Linked DNA regions of Pan troglodytes: region 1 is linked to region 2. A link is a contact called in public HiChIP or PLAC-seq data. All regions are on one chromosome and are shown on one strand. Each heading gives the region's core, a stretch centred on a gene start, on an enhancer-like site or on the middle of the called end of the contact. The rest is flanking DNA. Distances are from core to core; before and after follow the strand shown.

Region 1 (6,666 bases), core at 99-2,598, 210 kb after region 2:
TGCTGTGGCCTAGGACAGGTTTAAGGCCAATTTAAGGATCAAGCACTGCACACAAATTATCAGGCTGAATCTGCACATGGGGGTTGGGGTGGAGGTGGAGATCCTTTAGTGGTATTATATTCTGGAGGACCCCAGGCTCAGAGAGGGGAAGTAGCCGGTGCGGGTAGTAGAACTGGCAGATAAAAGGGCCTGTGGTGAGACTCCAGGTGTGGGTGTATGGGGGGTTGAGGGAGGTAAGCGCGGAGGCGGGATCGAGCAGGGGTCCTTGTAGCCGCCTAAGAAGTGCAGTGGTGAAGCTGACTCCTGTGAGGTGGAGGGGAGGGGTCTGGAAACAGTGGAGACACAGCAGCCCTGGGCAGAGCAGAGGAGCCAGGTGAACCCTACCTTACAGAAATCTTGTACTCTGGCTGAAGGACGGGCAGGGAGGGGTCGTGAGGAAGCCCCTCGCCGGGATCAGGAAGCCCAGGTCAGTCCGGGTTACATAGCTGACCTGCTGTGGGACCTCGGGGACCAACACCCTCGGTTTCTGGTCCCAGGAGATGGACAAGGACGCAATGTCTGTTCCTGGCCTTGGCTCAGGGCCTAATCTGATCCGCGGATGGTCCTTGCCATCAGGGAAGGGGGACGCAAGAACTCGGCGGGGGTTTGTGGTGGGGTCGCAGAGAGCAAGCCCCCTATCTCCCTCCGCAGACCCAGGTGCTCCCCAAACCCGGCCCGGAGCCCGCGAGAACTGGGGGCGGAGGGTGTACTTAGGCGGCCCTGGGGACCTTGACGGGACAGCTCAGCAGCAGGCGATGGGGGCTCGGCGGCCGCGGAGATGTAACACCTCCACCTCGGGCGAAGACCTCATAGCCTGCGGGAGATGGGAGTCCCGGACGCGGACAGGACGGGCACTTACCTACGAATAGCCAGAGGGAGCCCCCCGACACGAGGAAGAAGGTCAGCATGGCGGTCAGCGGGGCCCGGCCCGGCCTCCCCGGCCCGCAGCCCCGCAGCCCAGCAGCCCCAGCAGTAGCCGCGCCGCCGCCGCCGCTGCCGGGTATTTTTAGCCCCCGCCCTCCGGCCCCGCAGCTCCCGCCTCCCCGCGCCGCTGCGGAGACGGCTCAAGGGGGAGGGCGCGGCGCGCACTCGCAACCGAGCCTTACTCCCTGCCCTGCAGCCTGGCCGGGTCTGGGGCTTGCCCCGCACTGACCGCGGTGTCGGAACCGCCAAGCTCCCGGGCGGGGGAGGGGCCCGGCCGCAGAGCGAACCAGCCCTCTCCGGCCCCGCTCCCCAACGTCAGTACCTGTCATTCTGCGGAAACCGGCTGGAAGGGGGAGCACGGGCGACGAGCGCCAGAGCGTGACATTGAGCCCACCCCGCCGCCACCCACCCCATCAACACGCGACCCTGCCCCCGCGCGGCTCGCATCCTGGCTTTTATGGCTGGGCAGGCTCGAATGGCAGCCGGGTCGCGGTTACCTGTCCTAGGAGGTGCACACTCCTGTGGGCTGGTGCCTGCTGACACCAACGCCCCCTAGGACCCAATTTTGCAGACATGGGGAGCCTCCGGGTGCCACCTCTGCAAATCAGTGAGGGGAGGGAGTGGCAAGTTTTCACCTAGGCTCTGACAAATCGGGCAGCTAGACCAGATAGTGCCCAGATCATCTGGGGACGCACGAGTTCAGGTCTGAGGCTACGCAAGGTCACAGGAGACTCAGTGTGATCACAGGCTGCCATATGTGTTCACCAGTAGTAACATGGTCACAGGCAGCCACATGGAATCACAGGTGTCTCATGAGGAAATCATGATCTTCGTACACAACTGTATGTGGCACACGAGGTCTCAAGAAGCCCCTCATAGCCACAATGAATGGCCATATAGCCACACACAGCCACAGATGCCCACACTGCTGGGCAGAGGGCTTGGACACCTGTTGCAGTGTCTGCCATTGAAAGGAGGAAGCCCAGTTGCACATTTTCTGAAATAATAAGGGTAGGCATCCTGGTGGGCACCCCATGAACATCTGCACCTCCAAGCAAGATCACCTCCTCCCAATGCCCTTGCTTGTTTTCCTCAAGCATGCAGAGCCCACCAGGACTCCAGCACCGAGGACAGCGCTCAGGCAGCCGGGCCTTCTCTATACGCAGCCCTCCCAGGCCAGGAGCTGGCTGAGCCACAGCCCAGAAAGAAGAGGATAGAAAACCAGAGAGCAGAAGTCAGGAAGCAGAGAGTGGAAGAGCAGGAGATCTCTTCAGGCCCACCAGAGACCATCAGCCATGAATGCATGTGCGCCCACAGCTCAGCAGCTGGGTGTGTGTGGGGGCCTGTATCTGTAGTACGAGTACATGGCATGTATGTGCCCAGGCCTGTGTGCACCTTGTAGTGGTGCAAGTGTGCAGATGTGTGCCTCTGAGTCACTTCCAATCTTTACAATAGGATCCTACACCTTCTCCATCATAGGATCTGGACTCCTGGGAGAGCTGCTCCAGCTTGAACTCAGCCACAGCCTGGCAGGGACTTTGCTGGGATCTCAAGCTTGGCAGGGCTCCTCCAAGAGGGTGTGACAGAGGCTGTGTGGCAGGACTCCTCCCAGCAAGTAACATGGCTTTCAGAATCCCCCCACCCCACCCATACACTCCCACTGGCAGCAGAGTAACTGGAGATCTGCTGGTACTGAAGAGGAGACCCAGAGGAACCAGAAGGCTGGGCAGAAAGAACATATCTCCCCAGACCAGACTGGTATAGGGAGGTGGTCAGGTAATTTCCCCATAGGCCAGTGGGCCAACAGAGCATTTCTTCACAGAGCAGGGGGCCAGGAGCCAGGCTGCAAGCCTCAGGCCTCTGCGGCACTCAGCTGCAGGAGCACTCCGGGCCCTATGCGGCTCTGGCAGCCTCCTCTTCAGAGTGATGTCATGGGACACATTTAGCTTGGCCTCCAGCAGGATGTCGCATCCCGTTACTCTCCCTACAGATGTCTCTGCTACTTGTGAATATTTTAATTCAAAAACCAGTACTGGAGCTGTGACTGATTCTAGCTTAGCCAAGTATTTTTCTGTTTTCCTCTGAGCATGGCTTGGCTTCCCCTGAGAGATGGGGACAGAAAGGCCCTAGCCTGGTTGTGGGATCATGGCCAGGTCTCTCTCTTCTCTAGGCCTGTTCCTTCCACTGAGTAATGGGACTTGTTCTTTCCTGTCCTGAGTTCCCAAGGTCTTCTTCCTTCTCTGTGAGTCTCAATCTGTGGACCATCTGCAGGCATGGGTAGACGCTGTGACTCAGGCCCTAGACTGCATGGGTGTGGCATCCATGGAACCCAGGGCCCAGAAATGCCCAGGCCAGGCTGGGGAGCCCTTGGATATCCCTCTTGGTCCTTAGCCAGCAAATCCAGCCACCATAGCTGCCAGCCATGTTCACACATATCTCCTCCCAGACTAGCATCTCTGAGTGGGTTGGCAGGCAGGAGCCTAATCATCTATTTGCAGCCCTGGCATGGGGTCTGGCCCAAAGAATGCAGAGGATATTATCCCATTTGACAGAGCAGAAGACTGATGTTGGGAAAGGCGAACAACTGTCTTAGGTCACACAGCAGTTCTGGGCTCCTGACTCCCATTTATTCATTTTTCATTCATTCTCTCCTACATTTTGATAGTTTCCCAAGTTGCAAGTGTCTCTGGTAGAATCCAGAAAACTCACTTTTCCAGCTTCCTTTGCAGCTAGGAGTGGATTAGTGACTTAGACTGTACCAATGAAACACACTGAGTAATGGGATAATGAGCCTTCGATAAAAAAGCCAGAAATGAGTGAAAGAAAGTCATGCACATGGCATCTACGTTGCTGGCACAAGGGTGGTAACAGAAGCCATGGATGGTGGATGATTCTGGGAGTCATTTCAGAAACTGAAATTTGAGCCTGTTTCTTGAACTGCCCCAAAAGTTGAGTCTTTTAGAAGTGAACATGTTCTTTAATGTACTCTTTTTCGATTAAAACAGTCAGTCCAGACTTTGTTTAGTCAGTTTGGAGCCAAGAACTCAAATTGATCCACTCACCATCCCACTGCTGAAGGTCTTTCCTGCCCTCCAGAGGGTGTGGATAGGGGGCTGGCACACAGCATGATGCATCCTCTGTCCCCATTACTGCATCTCCTAGTGGAAGCTCTGACTGATGGGGCTGGGTGGGCTGAGCCAGGTCTTTGCTTCTCTGTATTCTGACAACCACATATTCGGAGACCTGAACCAAAAACTTGAAACTCAACAAAGAATCCACTAAGGATAACTACCCAATCTGGAGCAAAGGCTTTTAACACATGATATAATGGTTGGGGAGCTGCAAACAATATTCAACCATGTCTTTTACTGAGTAGTGGTGTTTTTTCCCCCTCAGATTAGTAAAATTGTTCAACATAGAAATCTTGGAAAATACAGAAAAGTGTAAGATAAAATCACTTGTAATTTCATCCCCCAATGAGAATGCAATAATAACTAATGCAGTTCTGTATATTTCCTAACAACAATAATAATATCCAACATTTACACAGGGCTTAGTATGAGCCAGACATTATTTCTAAGCACTTTACGTATGTGTTATGGACCAAATTGTGTCCCCCACATCCCAATTCATATATGGAAGCTCTAACCTTCAATGTGACTGTATTTAGAGACAGGGTCTTTAAGGTAAGTAAGGATAAATGAGGTCATAAGGGTAGAGCACTAATCCAATAGGACTAGTGTCCTTATAAGAAGAGTAACATCAGGAATAAAGGCCTGAACTTTATTGCGAGAAAGTTTATTGTGATAACTTTATTGCAGAGAGAAGGCAGTCATCTGTAAGACAAGGAGAGGTCTTGCAGACCAGACACCAACTCTACCATCACCTTGACCTTAGATTTCCAGCCTCCAGAATCATAAGTAAATAAAATTCTGTTGTTTAAGCTACCAAGTTTGTGGTATTTTTGTTATGGCAGCTCCAGCAGCCTAATACAATATGCTAACTTGTTTAATCTTTACATCAACCCTGTCTTTTCCCCATGTGTAGTGCAGTTCAAGAAATACTTGTTGAATGAATAAATGAATGATGGATATTGTTTATTCAGTATCTTATGTTGCCCTTTTTTTTTTTTTTTTTTTTTGGAGAGTGCAGTGGCATGATCTCGGCTCACTGCAACCTCTGAACCTCTGCCTCCTGGGTTCAAGCGATTTTCCTGCCTCAGCCTCCCGAGTAGCTGGGATTACAGGCGCCCACCTCCACTCCCAGCTAATTTTTGTATTTTTAGTAGAGACAGGGTTTTGCCAAGTTGGCCAGACTGGTCTCAAACTCCTGACCTCAGGTGATCTGCCCACCTTGGCCTCCCGAAGTACTGGGATTACAAGCATGAGCCACCGTGCCTGGCCCTTATGCTGCTTTTTAAAAACCTAACATGAGTTTTTTTCCCATGTTATTACCTCTTTGCATTTTAAACAATGAATACATGAGAGCCATTCGCGCATTCATTCATCTAACAAGTATATGCTGAGTCCCCACTATGTGCAAGGCATTGTTCTAGGTCCTGGGGATGTAGCAGTAAACAAACAAAAGGTCCCTGCCTGCATGGAGAGCACTTGCCCTGTGGAAATGCCATTGCCCATCTGTCAGGCATGAATTAACCCCGCTTATTGGGGAGGGTTTCTTCTAATTGAAAATTCTCTGTTGATCCAACCAGACAGACAAAACCAATGAGATTCGTTTAAAAAAAAAAAAAACGCCAATTAAATAACTGAAGGGCTTCTGGGATTTCCCCAGAGCTATGGAAAGGCAAAGATAGAGCTCTTAGAAGTTGTCCTGAGTCCACTGGGCTGGAAGTTAGCAATCGTCAACTGGCTGGGAGTTAGCACTGGCACCTCCAGGTTCCTGAGGGGATGCCTGTGCATATGTCTCCCACTCACACGAGGTCAGAATTGAATGGGAAACAAACTACATTTTAAAGACTGAAAATAAATCCAACTTGAAGAAAATATAGATTAATGTTTACACCATCTGGGGATGGGGAAGGTCTTTTTATGCACAACAGAGAAGGCAGAAACCACAAAGGAAAAGACTGGTAGATTTGAAGGTCTGACTACATGCAAATTTTAAATGTTTAGATGTTAAAAAACACCATTACAAAAATCTAAAGAATCAATAGATAACTTGCAAAAATATTTATGCCACAGGCAACAGAGGGTATGACATGTAATCCAAATCAATAAGAAAAAGACAAAAGAGCAAAAGCCATAGACAGGCAATTCAAGAAAGAAATGCTGTCCTTCTCAGCCGAACTGCCCACCCAGGTGAAATGTGAAGCTGTTGCCTGTATGTTTTGTCTCCCTCCTCCAGAGACTATGGTGGCATCTCAGGATGCTGATCCCTGTGATAGGAGAGATGACCAGCATTCCATAAGCCCCATCTCATCCATCTGGAACCCCCTCAGCCACCCCAATCACTTTTCTCTTTACTAAGAATCCAGACCCTTTTCCCCAGTGGCCACCTAAGCAACTCAAGCCCACCAACCAGGCCAGATGATTTTAAACAATAAAAGCAGGATAGAGATATTAAGAAACTGTGTATCTGAGGGTCTGACAGCCTGAGAGCCCTTTCTGGGGCGGGGCGGGGGGGTGTTTGGTAAGGAGTAATATAAACCTCAAAAAATTCTTACCTTTGGACTATCAATGGTGG
Region 2 (6,460 bases), core at 841-3,340:
AAAAAACCCTGGGTTGATTAGATCTGTAAGTTATTAGCTACGTGACATTAACCAGAATGGTTTTTTTTTCCTTCAGATATGCCTATTCTGTTTCATCAGTTTTCATTTCTCACATGCACAAGTTTTATTTTTAAAGTGAGCGATTCCATAATGTACTGCAGTTATTGGGCTTACAGATAATTCTTACTTCCACTGGCAAAAGTATATAGTTATCTGCACTGCTACTTGCTCTATCTCGTAAGATTGCTGTGAAACATCAAATAAGATAACTGATGAGAAAGTTCTTTGGTAACTGTAAAATAGTATTACGCAACTATATAGTAGACTTTACATTTTTGAAAACCAGACGTGAAAATGTTTTTTCATATGAGTGACTCGAGAGCCTTGTAACCCTACGTACCCAAAGTCAATCTTTGTCCAGAAATAGAAAGCAGTTGTCTATTCAAATGCCACCTTTTAAATATCCTATCGGAACCTGTTTCCTATTGTCGCTTGAGTTACTAGATGGCTCAATGTAGTATTATCTAACCTGCACTTTCATTTTTCAAAGGAAAAACACTAAAGAAATGTTTAAAGAGAGACAGATGAGCATGACACATTTATTTTTCAGGGGAAAAGACAGATACGTAGAAAAACCTCTTCAATTCCATATGCATTTACTGAATTTTTCCTGATGAGACCTGCATTAGCAAGAGAGAGTGAATAATTTTAAGAATAGCAAAATTTCTTAAACCAGTGTGGCAACTTCGCCTGTTCCAAAATTTGACAGATTCTCTTTTTTTTATTTTTATTTTATTTTTTGTTTTATTTTATTTTATTTTTTGTTTCTACTACTGTTGTACAACTGGGCTCTTTGCTATCCTACCAAGTTTAAAACGTGTGGTATTTGACATTTAGCCTAGTTATATTTGCAAGTTTCCACATTGCAATACTTATAAAGGCTGTTTGGACATAATCTCCTCAGGTGCAGTTTAACGACTAAATTTTACCTTGAATTCAGGTTTATATCAAATCTTACAATTCTGAAAAGTTACTCTGCCAGCAACAGGTACTACAATGAAAAATTAACAAAGCCTGTAACACTACAAAATGCTCTGCTAACATTTTCAATTTTTAAGACTCCTTTTCAGTAACAATTCTGAGAAGGAAGAATCTACAGCCAATTCCAAGGCCAGATTTCATTCAATTTGGTCTTCCTTCGGCAGTAACCCTAAACTCAAGTTTCACATTTCTCCTTCGATAACATTAAGGTCGCTCGGTCCGGTTACTGCACACCTCCAATTTTAGCGTCCAAGAAACCTGAAAGAACGGCACGCTGCCTACTCGCTCCTCCAGCCTTCTCTCAACTCAGAAGCTTGGCCAAACGTGCCGCTCTCTCCACAACGCCAACGGAGCTGGAACGCAGCGCCCGGAGGACAACTGGTCACGGGGAGGAGGGGAGAACTTCGCGGCCCGGAGTACGGCGGCTGAGGTCCAATCCAGCCCGCGCCCAACTCTACTCGGTGCCAGGAAGGCGTGTGGACCCAAAGTCTCAGGCCGCGGTGCTAGGTCCGGAGGAGCAGAGTCGCGCGTGGCTGGGGGCAGGTCGTAAACAAACCGACGGGAGGAGGGGGAAGGGGCAACGGCGAGGCGGGTGGGGTAAAATAAAAGGTAGGACCTCGCTCCAACCCTTCGGCGCGAGCCCGCAGCCGGCTCCACCCCACCGAGGACCAGATGCTGGTCTCGGCGCGGCGCTTCCGCTCGGGTCGGAACACCGAAGGCCCCAACACCCCTGGAGCCCGGAGCCCACAAGGCCATCGGCTCCGCGACCCCCGCCCCACAGCGCCCTACCTGAACCCGCAATCTGGGTCCCGGGCGTCGCGGCCAGGCGCGCCCAGCCCTGTCCTCTTGCTGAAGAGCTTCTGGAACAGCGTAGGGGCCATGCTAGCCACGGCCAGGCAGGGGTCGCTCCGCTGGGCGCTTGCTAGGCCCCTGCTCCTACAGCCGCCCCGCCACCCCCATGGGCGCCTCAGTCATATGACAGAAATTAGTCACTTCAAACGGCCACGGCGCGCGGGGCGGGTCGCGAGGCAAGGCCGGCACTCATTGGCTGGAGGGGGGCCGCATCACGTGGCGGCGCGCGGAGCAAGGGGCAAGGTGGGGGCGTGGGGCGGAGCTGCCTCCCATAGGCTCACTGGCGGGTCCCGTCACGTGGCAGCTCACGGGGCGGGGCGTGAGCCGAGAGGACAGGACTGGAAGGTGGCTAGGGATGTGTAGCGGGAGCAGGCTCAGTCTCGATCCTCCCCTGTGAAGCTGTCAGCGACCATCAGAGGGTACGCCGGGGTGGCGCGGGGACGGTGCCAGGAGCCTTGGAGTGCAGAAGCCTTCGACTTCCCGCACCCACAGAGTTGCGTAGGGAACCACGGGCAACCGAGTCTTCCTTGTCAGCCCCTCCCTAGTTTCTGCGGCTTCACACCTCCATTCCGCGCCGGGCAGAGTCTGGCGGCTCCTGGAGCACGGAAGGCCCACAAGAGTACCCGTGGGGCCGCGGCCAAGGCTGGACTTTGAGCCCAGGACCCCAGGACCGCCCTTAGAAGGCTGCGCCGGCCCGCGAGAGGTCTGGGATCTGGACAGCGCGGGGGCTGGCTCACAGGGACTGGTGAAGGAACCTGCCGGGACCCCTGCCACAGCCATGGCTCCCCACAACGACGGCCTCGAGCAGGGACTGCGGGCAGTTTGTACTAGCGCCTAGAACCCTGACACCGGGAATTAGTCTCTTGGAAGAGCTAGCGATTGGAGGCTCAGGAGTTAGGCTGTTTCCTTGGTAACCAACAAAATCAGGTGAAACCAACGAAGTCAGGAAGCCTAAAGACATATATGTACAGATATCTAACCCTTTATGCTAATTATTTAGACTTTTAATAAATCTATCTTAATGTTTAGGTATGAAGACGGGAGGAACTGTGGAATTTTAGTCAAGTTACAGGGAAGAAACGCTTTCTAAAAAAAGAAAAACATTGCTCACATGTGACCTCACAGTCTTATTTAACCCATGGAACCAAAATATATCAGAGTTTGGATCAAACTAATCTTATAAATTTTCAGCAACCCCATCCATTCACTCACTCCCCCTCCAGGATGAGGAAGCTCGTACAATGGGATGTAATCCTCAGAGAAATTTAGGAAATAACTTGTATATGGTTGGAAGGCTGGATAAACATACTTTGGGCAGGCGTGGTAGCTCACGTCTGTAATCGCAACACTGCAAGGCCGAGGCAGGCAGATCGCTTGAGCTCTGTAGTTCGAAACCAGCTTGGGCAACAGTAAGACCCTGTCTCTACAAAAAAAATTTTTTTTAATTAGCCAGGTGTGGCCGGGCGCTGTGGCTCACGCCTGTTATCCCAACACTTTGGGAGGCCGAGGCGAGTGGATCACCTGAGGTCACGAGTTCGAGACCAGCCTGACCAGCATGGTGAAACCCCGTCTCCAAAAAATTAGCCGGCGTGGTGGCGGCGCATGCCTGTAATCCCAACTACTTGGGAGGCTGGGACAGGAGAATTGCTTGAACCCAGGAGGCGGAGGTTGCAGTGAGCCGAGATTGCGCCATTGCACTCCAGCCCGGGCAACAAGAGCGAGGCACCGTCTCAAAAACAAACAAAAATTAGCCAGGTGTGGTCACGGCGCACACCTGTGGTCCCAGCTACTCGGGTGGCTGAGGTGGGAGGGTAGCTTGAGTGTGGGAAGTCAGCGCTGCAGTGAGTGCCACTTGTACTTCAGCCTGGGCAACAGAGGGGGCCCTATCTCAAAAAACAAATACTTTTTGAGAATTTCATTTAATTAGGTATACAAATTAAATTTTATTTTCTTTAAGTGGCTACCAACTCCCACTGATTTGCAGCTAGAGTTTATGCTCTAAATAAGGGTCTGAAGATATTTAGAAAAGAAAAAGTAATAGGCAGAATTTATATCTCTTTGAGAATTTGTCAACAACCAAAATACTGAGTTTCAATGTTCCAAGACTTTTTTGAAGCACTATTTATTGATGATTAAGATATTAACATATTCTTTCCACAATCATTTACGTTCTAGGCAGTGGGGATCCAAAGTAAAAAAGAGCTAACTTTCTAGGTGAGGAGACAGTAAATAAGTATTTAAAGTTATTGCACTATTTATTGATGACTAAGATATTAACATATTCTTTCCACAATCATTTACGTTCTAGGCAGTGGGGATCCAAAGTAAAAAAGAGCTAACTTTCTAGGTGAGGAGACAGTAAATAAGTATATAAAGTTATTTCAGATAGTAACTACTGTTGTGAAGTTAGTAAGAAATAAGCAATGAAATGAGGGTGTCAGCAAAGTCTGAGGAGGTAACATTTGAGGTGCTTAGGCTGAAAATCATTCAGTTGCTCTGTGTATTACCCAAGGTCCAGAAGCTACTGGGCAATACAGGATCAAAACAGCAGTACTATTTCACCTAGACATTTCAGATAATCCTCTGGCATCAAATGCTGAAAGATTTCTAACAGGGTAAAATGAGCTGTGTATATTTTTCTCACAAAACATTTGAATGTAGAATGAAAAATGAAGTTTTTGTAAACAAAAAAATAAAGTCAATGCAATTTTTAAAAAGTAAACAGAAGTGTAGATCCTATCAGTCAATTAATGGAGCAATCATTTGGGGAAGTTTTGTTTTTACGCTAGTTAAGTTACACTAAATGAGTACAAGTGGAAACAGGCCAAAGTCTGTCTATACAGGACCAAAGACACTAAGGACTAATGGCTGTCCATGACTGGCACAGAAAAGAGTAGTTCCAGGTCCCCTCAGAAGGAACTTTCCAAATACAATAACCTTGTGTGCTTTCATCTTGGGAAAAAATTACTTCATGGGTAATTATAGGTATTAATAGTAAGGGAAAAGAATATAACTGCTTGCATAAGAGACACTTTCAGTATTCTCTAATCATGTAATAGCTTTATTTCTGTAGTCTCATTTAGTTTTATACTTGAAAGGTACAGAGAAAAACTATATTTACTTCCTATTATTCATCACATTTCTCCTACATTGCAGTGTAATACTAAAGTCACAGAATCAGAGAGTGCTGAAATGATACAAGTTTGTAATAAAAGAGGACAAAACTATACATAATTATTCAGATTAAATTTTAAATATTTCAATTTTAGTATCAGTGAATATTATCTTTTATTTTTCCTTTTACTTAGTACTACATCCTATCACAGAGAAGCTGAGGAGTCTTACAGGCAGCCTTTGTAAGTTTAAGGAGTCAGCAAAGAGGAAATGTGAGAAAGAAAATAATTATCTACTCATTCATGCTACGTTATATCAATGTGGAACTACTGGGTTACAAAGATTAGATATAAGGCCTACTCCACTCTCACTCAAGGGTAGAAGATTTAGTCTCCTCAAAACTCCAACAGTCTATAGATTTCTGTCCACCTGCTTCAAAGATTCCCCTCCTGATAGCATAAAAGACAGGCACTCTTTGCTATAGGCATTTCCTGGTTACTACATATAGGAAAAGGTGGCAATAAAACTAAAATCTTCCTCAACCATCATGCTAATAAGTATAGTCTCAATTATGCTGAATTATCATGAAACAAATTATAATTTCATTGATGACATCTCAGAACAAGACATTCAAAATCAAGATGATCAAGTAGACCTGCCTGAAAAACATTAAATGGGCTCAAGTTACCCCACTTTTAAAAAATCCTAAACCAACTGACCATTTATTGCTATATAATAAGGAAATGGCAGTATTCTGAAGCACCAGAAAACATAAACAGTGATTTATTCAACAAACATTTCTTGAGTCCCTCCAACATCTCAGACTCTACTGTAGGCACTGGGAATATGGTACTGAACAAGAGAGTCCTTATTCTTAGAAACTTAGTTTTTTGTGGGAAGAGACAAAATAAACAAGATGTTTGCAAGGTGTGCTAGGAGCCAGGAAAGAAAGCATGGATAGCAAGCAACTGATGGAGACCAAATTTAGATAGGGTGGTCAGGGAAGGCCTATCCAAAGATGCGTGATTTTAGCTAAGATGTAAAGAATGAAAAGGAACTAGCTATAGGAAGAAGGTGGTGAAGAACATTCTGGCAAAGAGAAAAAAAGTACAAAGCCTCTAAGAGAGAAATGGTTTTGGCCTGTTTGAAGAGGAGAAAGGAAGCCAGAAGAACTAAAATATACTCTGAGAATGGGAGATGGTTTGAAATGGTTAGAAAGGTACAAGGGGCCAGATTATGTAGGACCTTGTAAATTATGGAAAGGAGGTTAGACTGAGTGTGATGGGAGCTATCAGAGGGGTTTGAAGCAGGAGAGGGACATAACACAATTTATGATTCTACTGTGGCTGTTCTGTGGAGAAGGAATTTTAAAAGAGGAAGAATGGAATCAGAGAAATGAAATAGGTGACTACTTGTACTTTAGGAGAGAATTGATGGTGGCGAGCAAGTTATT

What was found. HiChIP or PLAC-seq counts read pairs in DNA pulled down with a chosen protein or histone mark.
Region 1: an H3K4me3 HiChIP or PLAC-seq map of stem cell-derived excitatory neurons shows a contact between it and region 2, with 2.5 times the contacts expected there. The contact joins the promoter of ACSL6 here to the promoter of FNIP1 in region 2. A contact is called at or near these places in 3 of 7 Hi-C or Micro-C datasets (induced pluripotent stem cells and stem cell-derived neural progenitor cells) and 1 of 1 datasets of contacts at active chromatin or transcription factors (stem cell-derived excitatory neurons).

The regions. Positions count from the first base shown.
Region 1 is chr4:129,774,637-129,781,302 of NHGRI_mPanTro3-v2.0_pri, forward strand. It overlaps ACSL6 (acyl-CoA synthetase long chain family member 6), which reads right to left and starts at 1,349. Exons shown (of 21, transcript NM_001280466.1): 1 at 1,286-1,349. The coding sequence starts at 1,292.
Region 2 is chr4:129,561,271-129,567,730 of NHGRI_mPanTro3-v2.0_pri, forward strand. FNIP1 (folliculin interacting protein 1) reads right to left here and starts at 2,091. Exons shown (of 17, transcript XM_003339105.5): 1 at 1,831-2,091. The coding sequence starts at 1,922.